2 separate regions of the Danio rerio genome follow, and region 1 is linked to region 2. Evidence: chromatin contacts called from public HiChIP or PLAC-seq data. All regions are on one chromosome and are shown on one strand. The core of a region is the stretch at or near the end of the contact, and the rest is flanking DNA. Distances in the headings are between cores, read along the strand shown.

Evidence for each region. HiChIP or PLAC-seq counts read pairs in DNA pulled down with a chosen protein or histone mark.
Region 1: an H3K4me3 HiChIP or PLAC-seq map of gastrula embryo shows a contact between it and region 2, with 2.8 times the contacts expected there. The contact joins the promoter of foxa3 here to the promoter of si:ch211-14c7.2 in region 2. A contact is called at or near these places in 1 of 18 Hi-C or Micro-C datasets (an unstated tissue) and 1 of 4 datasets of contacts at active chromatin or transcription factors (gastrula embryo).

Annotation. Positions count from the first base shown.
Region 1 is chr18:49,354,660-49,358,638 of GRCz12tu, forward strand. It overlaps foxa3 (forkhead box A3), which reads right to left and starts at 1,463. Exons shown (of 2, transcript NM_131299.1): 1 at 1,325-1,463; 2 at 1-391. The coding sequence starts at 1,396. LOC137488230 (a long non-coding RNA gene) reads right to left here. Exons shown (of 7, transcript XR_012393863.1): 2 at 1,752-1,901.
Region 2 is chr18:49,207,982-49,211,890 of GRCz12tu, forward strand. si:ch211-14c7.2 reads right to left here and starts at 1,794. Exons shown (of 6, transcript XM_001920354.7): 1 at 1,501-1,794. prx (periaxin) reads right to left here. Exons shown (of 8, transcript XM_068214972.2): 8 at 3,771-3,909.

The DNA of each region.
Region 1 (3,979 bases), core at 213-2,712, 150 kb after region 2:
CCATGGTGATGAGGGAGATGTAGGAGTATGGTGGCTTGGCGTGGGTCAGCGAGCGACGGTAGGGCTTTGGCATCTCCTTAGTCCGGTTAAGTGAGGTAGGAGAGGGGTAGCTGATCTGGGACATTGGCTGACCCATGCTTTGGTAATGAGAGAGGGGACCCAGTGTGGAGGCAGATGAGCCTAGCTGAGTCAGAGAGCTGGGGTTCAGAGAGGAGCCTACGGGGGACAGGCTCATGTGGTTGGGGCCTCCACCCATGCTGGATAATGGGCTGCTGTTGAGACCTGCGCTGGGATAGCCCATATTCATGCTGGATGTGGAGCAGGCCGAGTTGAGATTTATGTAGCTGTTCAAGCTGCTCACTGAGTTCATGGCGCTCGGAGAGGAATACATCTGAACGAAAATAACACACAAGAGATTAATGTTGTGCATTTAGTTTGTCAACAACTCATAAACAATTTTGTAATAAAGAATATTTTTAAATAAAAAGTCTAACTTTGTTATATTCTACATTGTCTATAAGAGTATTTCTTTTTATTTCGTTTTACACATAAAATGAATGATTAGTTTAAAAGATCTAAAGGTCGATCTATTAAAACTCCTTTGCAATCTTCGAATGAGTCTCGAAATAAATTGAAACGCAAACAAAAACTAATAATCAAATACAAAAAAGGCTAACAATAATATACATTTGGTGTTGTGTAAGCGGGGGACCAAATAGCTTTGCGCAGCAAAAACAATTTAAATGTAAATGCGCATACGTAAAGTTGAGAAAATAAAGTGGAGTAGAATAAATAAAGTAGACGTTAAGTTGAGAAAATAAAATAAAGTGTTGTAAAATAATTAATGCGGCTTAATCAAAAAAGTAGCTATTATCTATTGCGTAAACTCGAAAAGAAAATTTATCAATTAACTATTAGGCCAACGGTGTCTATTTTGTACATTCGCAAAGAACAGTTTGTGTTGGATCTGGTGACGTGTAAAACAAATGCACAGAACTCTAACGTGAAATCAAAACGAAATTAGCTATAATCAAAAGCCAAATGTCGACTTTTAAAAACAATATATTTCATTATTAAATTGCAACATCATGTACATATTATATCAATGAATAATTAATATTTAAATTGTAATTATAAACGCCTAAACGTTATGTCGCATTTTATTTTCTATCTATCTATCTATCTATCTATCTATCTATCTATCTATCTATCTATCTATCTATCTATCTATCTATCTATCTATCTATCTATCATAATATTTTTGAATAAAAACATATATTTTATTAGTTATTTAAAACAATTTTGAAGAGTTTTCACAGCTTACCTCATTTGCCTCACTGTAGAAAGGATTCCACTCCGGAATTTCATGAGATTCCATCTTCACGGAGCTCAACATCCCCAAATAAAGTTGTAACTCGTAAGAAACGGGATAGTGACTGACGACTAACGTGTACTAAAATGCCCTCGAGCTGTTATAAGGATTTCGCTTTTAAAATAAATAAACAAACAAAACGTCCCACAAGAAGAGAAACTTTTGTAATTCCACGTAATATGAACTATAAAGTTTTGGAAGTCAGGCTCTTCTGTTATCTTCTGTCCCGTAGATCAATCAGTTGTTTTTTCATGATTAGTTAACTTATAGTTCACTTTGGTGACCCGTAAACATTTTCAAGTATAATCCTGAGAAGTCCAAAGTGAAGCTGTGGAGCCCGTGTCAGCTCTGTGCGGTGAGTAATGTAGGAAAGCCTCACCTCAGGCTTTAAACACGCGCAGGTAAGGGACCGCCCTACGGGCCCCGGGACTCAGGAAGGCGTCCCTAAAGGTCTCTCTTGCCCCCTGCTGTTCTGTATATTGGCCGGCCGACACGTTCATGCCAATTGTCATCCCAGACAACTCCAGGCCTACAATGAAAATGAACGGAGTAAAAAGGAGAAGATATTGGGACATCTATTGCAACTCAGACTAGGCAAAAATGCTGGGTTGTTTAACCCAATGTTGAGTCTGATGTGGACTTGGTTAATGTTGTTAATTAAATATAAATTAAACTTTTTAACTCAACAGTTGTCCATAGTTGACCCAAACAGGGGTTCCAACAACCTCACCAGGCAATTTTATGTTAAATAGACGTCTAATAGACATAAGCATTTGGCTTGGCTAAAACAATCTAACAATAAAACTAGATTCGTCATCAAATACATTTTAAACAGACTTTACACTTGTAGTCATTCATTCTTTTGTATTTGACGACTACATTTGGGCTATTCTTAGATGTCGATTAGATTTTAACTGATAGCCCAAGTTTAGCATTAACCATGCCGTCTATGTTTAGACGTCCATTAGACGTCTATTAGAATTCTTTTTTAAATAACAAAAAAGCTTGCTGTTTTCGCAGCGAGTGAAATCATTAGACAGACAGACAGACAGACAGACAGACAGACAGACAGACAGACAGACAGACAGACAGATAGACAGATAGATAGATAGATAGATAGATAGATAGATAGATAGATAGATAGATAGATAGATAGATAGATAGTTTACATTTTAGTTATTTTTTTTTTCTGGTAGCCTAAGGCACGCGGACAGTCCTGCTTTTGATGGTCGTAAACCACCATCAGTCAATCATTTAATGGCTTCTTCTGTCATCAGTGATGTGTTCAGGCCAGGGTGGTATAAGCTCATCAGGGCTTAAACTCATCACGGTGGGGGTCTACATCAGTAATCCGAGGTGCCAGTTTAAAAAGTTGTTAAATCCCCTCGGCTATCACTTTCACGACGGTCACAGTAAGTGAAGGATGGTGATTAATACTCAAGAGATTGTTTTAAATTGTAAGAACATCGGTTTCTTAAATAACTAAGTATACAAATCAAAATCCACTATGCAAGTGAAAATTATACAAATTGGCGGTAATATTGGGCGCGCATTTGAAACGGTTTATTTAAGTTTTTCTATTTGCCTACAAATGTTTTCCTTATTTTACTTCTACATTACAGTCGTTCTGATGGATTCTAATATTTTTTAGGCAGCTAATCTTTAAGCAGCTGCTTTTATTTTGCGTGTTTGAGGTGCAAATTTGTTTCTGCTCAACACCAGATTCGAATTGTGCTCCATTTTCTGTGTGTGAACTGAACATTTTTGCTAAAACTTTCTGGCTTGAAATGACCCGTGAAGATGCGCGACTGTAGTATGTGAATACACATCTGTTGTTAGGCGCAGACAGGAACATCACAATGTCAATGCATTTCCTAATGGCTAATGAATGGAGATGTAATTGATCAATTGGCGGGGGGTCGACAGGATTAGGAGAGACCTGACCCTCAAAATGCAACGTTCCCACATAGTCAATCATCTAAAAGAGATCATAGTTAAAATGATCAGAATTTAGGCTATTCGATTGTTGATTATCAGTCAGTCTAACGCAATATCACACCCTATTTGCAATGAGAAATTTCACAATAAGAAATATCAGTGGGCTAATTCAATTGTACTAGTGTGCATAGGTCTACTACACTTGATCAAATTACAAAAAAACAAATATATATTGCGAACTTGCAGACGCATCTCTGTTTGGCACGCTTTTCTTCTCCGTAATCCTGCAATGTCTTGAGATGGTGTATTGGCGAACACACATCTGAACATCCTCCCGCTGTCTCTGCGCTTCTCATGCCAATGCAGCGGCGCATCGTTCATTAACACCTCTATAATTGGATAACAATAGTCTTAATGGGTGACGCTAATGGAGGAAGCAGAATATTAGAAACGTGTCTTAAGACTTTTGAGGAGACAAACAGCAGCGAGTCATTAATGATAGTCTAAAACAGAATTCACGTGGAAGCCTCCAAATAACATGCAGAGAGCAGGCAGGAAGTTTTCAGCCGACGATGAATGTGTTAAAATGTGTCTCAAGAACAATAATCACAAGGAGAGAAGTGCAACAAATGACATGCCACTGCACTGTAAAAATGAAATGACAAAAAG
Region 2 (3,909 bases), core at 544-3,043:
ATAAATTAACTAATGGTATGGTATGTACACATACACTACCAGGTACTGTCAGTCACATGATCCTTCAGAAATCACTCTAATATTAATTATTATTATTATTATTATTAATGATAGTAATAAGAAAATAATGGAGTACTAATTTCATTTAAAACTACAAACAATAAGAAAGCAGTTATTTAAAATTTTATTAAATATTTAACAGTTACATTTTTTTTACATTTAATAAATGCCGCCTTGATGAACAGATAAGTTTTCTTAAAATAAAAACCATGAAGAAAGAAAAACTGATCCTAAACTATTGATGTATATTTTTTTTTATTACACACACACACACACACACACACACACACACACACACGTTTATTTTTTCCCCAATTTCTGTTTAACGGAGAGATTTTTTCAGCACATTTCTAAAAATAATAGTTTTAATAACTCATCTCTAATGACTACTAGATATTTTTCAAGACACTTCTATACAGCTTAAAGTGACATTTAAAGGCTCAACTCGGTTAATTAGGTTAACTAGGCAGGATAGGGTAATTAGGCAAGTTATTGTATAATGATGGTCAAAAAAAAAAAAAAAAAGCTTAAAGGGGCTAATAATTTTGTCCCTAAAATAGATCAAAAAAAAATCAAAAACTGATTTTATTCAAGCCGAAAAAAAACAAATTAGACTTTCTCCAGAAGAAAAAATCTTATTAGACATACTTTGAAAATGTCCTAGCTTTGTTAAACATCATTTAGGAAATACTTGAAATAATTTAAATAAAAATAAAGGAGGGCTATAATTCAACTGTATATACAGTTGAAGTCAGAATTATTAGCCCCTTTGATTTTTTTGTCTTTCTAATATTTCCCAAATGATGTTTAACAGAGCAAGGACATTTTCACAGTATGTCTGATAATATTTTTTCAGGGGGGCTAATAATCCTAACTTCAACTCTGTGTGTGTGTGTGTATATATATATATATATATATATATATATATAGTATATTTTATTTTTAGTTATTGCAGCTATAATTAAATGATATTGTCATGTCATAAAATATCCATTTAATTTAATAAAATAATTTTTATATTTTATTTTGTAACAGTTTAATTTAAAATGTTTAGTACACATCTACACAAATTCTTTGTTTAAAATGGATTATATTCAATATTAGAACAATTATTACTTTAAGCAATCATACATTGTATACGATATAATCTATATTTCCCTCAGATTTTGTTCGCCTGTCACAAACTATGTCATGATGATCATACAGAGGATGCTGTATTACGTAGTCTACACACACACAATACGTGATCGCATCACTTGCACCAAATCGGGGGAGTCTATCATTAACTAACACTTGCCCACACAGATGAATCCTTACATGAAGCATCCTCGAGGAGGGGGAATTATCCGCATCGCTCCTTTTCGCGTTTTAATACCAGATTATACCCCTACATTTTAAATAACAAATACCCGGGGTCTGTCTTTCTTTGTGCCCGCTTACCTTTACAGTGTGCCAGTCATTTTCCTCGTGCCGAAAGCGATGTCACGAATCACACAATTCCAGCTGTCGTACGTTGTGAAGATGCTTCTGGGCTGAAGGATTTTGCCTTTAACCTTCATGAGGATTTTAGACTGCGCGGAAATTAAGATATCCATTACACCGCTACGTTTAAGGCAGCATATCCGAATACAGACCTACGAATTTTAGTGAAGCCTATTAAATCCCATGTTCATCCTGTGTGCTGAACGTCACGCTACACCTCCGTGTCTCCCCATAGCGCAGGCTGCTTTTACTGGCGATGCAACGCAGATCCTCCGCAATCCCGCGCGTGCGCTCAGCTGACCAATAGCGCGCACGCTGCCGGTGCGTCCACGTTTACGCACGAGCACGACACGCACACGCGCCAACATTACCTCATTATAGCATCTTCATTTACATCTTCAGTCAGTTCTGGTGGGTACAGTAGGTCACCTTGTGTCTTCACCCTTTTGAATCCCTTGTGCACCGTCTCTTTTGGTAGACTTCTTTCTTTTACGCGCGTAATGGCAACTTAAAATGAAAGTTTTGAAACGAGACGTCCCGTTTTGTTGTCTGCTTCCAATTGACAGACTTTGTGGTGAGGTTTTAAGTCACTTTTTGAGAGGAAAATGTCAAAATTTAGGTGAACATGTTTATTTTCATTCATTTATCCATTCATTCATTTTCATTTCAGCTCAGTCCCTTTATTAATCAGGGGTCACCACAGCGGAATGAACTGCCAACTAATCCAGCATATGTTTTACGCAGTGGATGCCCTTCCAGCCGCAACTCAACATTGGGAAACACCCAGGAGCACAACTACACATTTACTGAGGGGTATGCAGGTTCCACCACCACCACCACCGCCAATCCAACTAGGCTATGTTATAACAACAAAGTGATAGTGCTAAAATTTTGCATCAATATATTAAAGATATTTTTTCCTCGTCAACATGATTCAGACAAATACATTCACAATTCTGAACACAACTGAAATAATATGAAGTAGTAAAAGTATAATTACACTAAGCCTGTTAAATCACAAAGAATTACATCTCATCCCAACCCAAATTTCTTCTCAATTTTAATTTCCTCACTAAATGATTATAGCACCTTGACGTCCCTTGCTTTTGTATTTTTTGTACATTTGATAGATAGATATGGAAGTCCTAAAGCGCAAAAGAAAATAAAAATGCAATCACTTCTCATATGCGAGGTGTAAGGTCTGTCTTTGCATTAACAATTGTCTGAAACTGCTATTACACCTCTCAATCTGAAATAAAAAAGATTTTAAAATCTTTAGGGTAAAAAATAAACCAAGACAATCATCCTAAAATGTTCTATTTTATCAAAACGTTATGGGTAAAACATTTTTTTTTGTAACTAAAACTAATTTGAGCAAATAAAAGTTACCAAAAGGCCTGATATATCAATATAACACATAATACATTCATAAAAACATCTATATGGCATGAAAATGGATCTTGATAGAAGGATAATAAACATTTCAGTTCCAAAAAAGTCTAAATATTATGACTATTTGTTCATGTGTCAGTTATAACTTTGGATTTGTGGGGGAAACTGGAGCACCCGAAGAAAACCCACGTCAAAACGTGAGAACATGCAAACTCCACACAGAAACACCACATGGCCAAGCCGGGGCTTGAACCAGTGATGTTGTTGCTGTGAGGCGACAGTGTTAACCACTGTGTCACCCAAATTATCACTACAAATGATAATCTTTGATATGTCACCTATATCACAGTACATTGTGTTGCTACAACAAGAGTTTTATTTTTAAAGGTATAATAATGAAAACAGGTGCTCTCGTTTCCCCCACAATCCAAAGAGATGTGCTATAGATGAATTAAATGTACCAAACTGGCAGTGGTGTATGGGTGTCAATGAGTGGACAGGGCAACTGGAAGGGCGTCCGCTGTGTAAAACAAATGCTGGATAAGTTGGTGGTTCATCCCGCTATGGCGACCCCTGATGAGTAAAGGGACTAAGCCGCACTAAGCTGCACTATTTTTGAAGTCAGAATTTCCACTGTTTTTTCATCTGGATGTTATTTTTATTAGTCACAAAACATTTTGTGTGTGTTCAGTATTACTGTATGTTGCAATGTTGAGTAGTGTTCATTGTTATGCCTGCTGTATCCCTGGAATGGACTGTTTATCGTTAGCGATGCCACACTAGTGGAATTATGTGCAAATGAATAAGGAAAAGGATCAGGAAAAATAAGCTACAACTGATTATAATGTTAACGTTTTATTTAAGTGTTCTATTTTTGCATTAGATAGAGATAAGCATCCTCAAAATGACGGTTTCAGAAAAGCAACACATTACAAACATGCAGTTCAGTACTGAAACCTTAAATATACATATAAA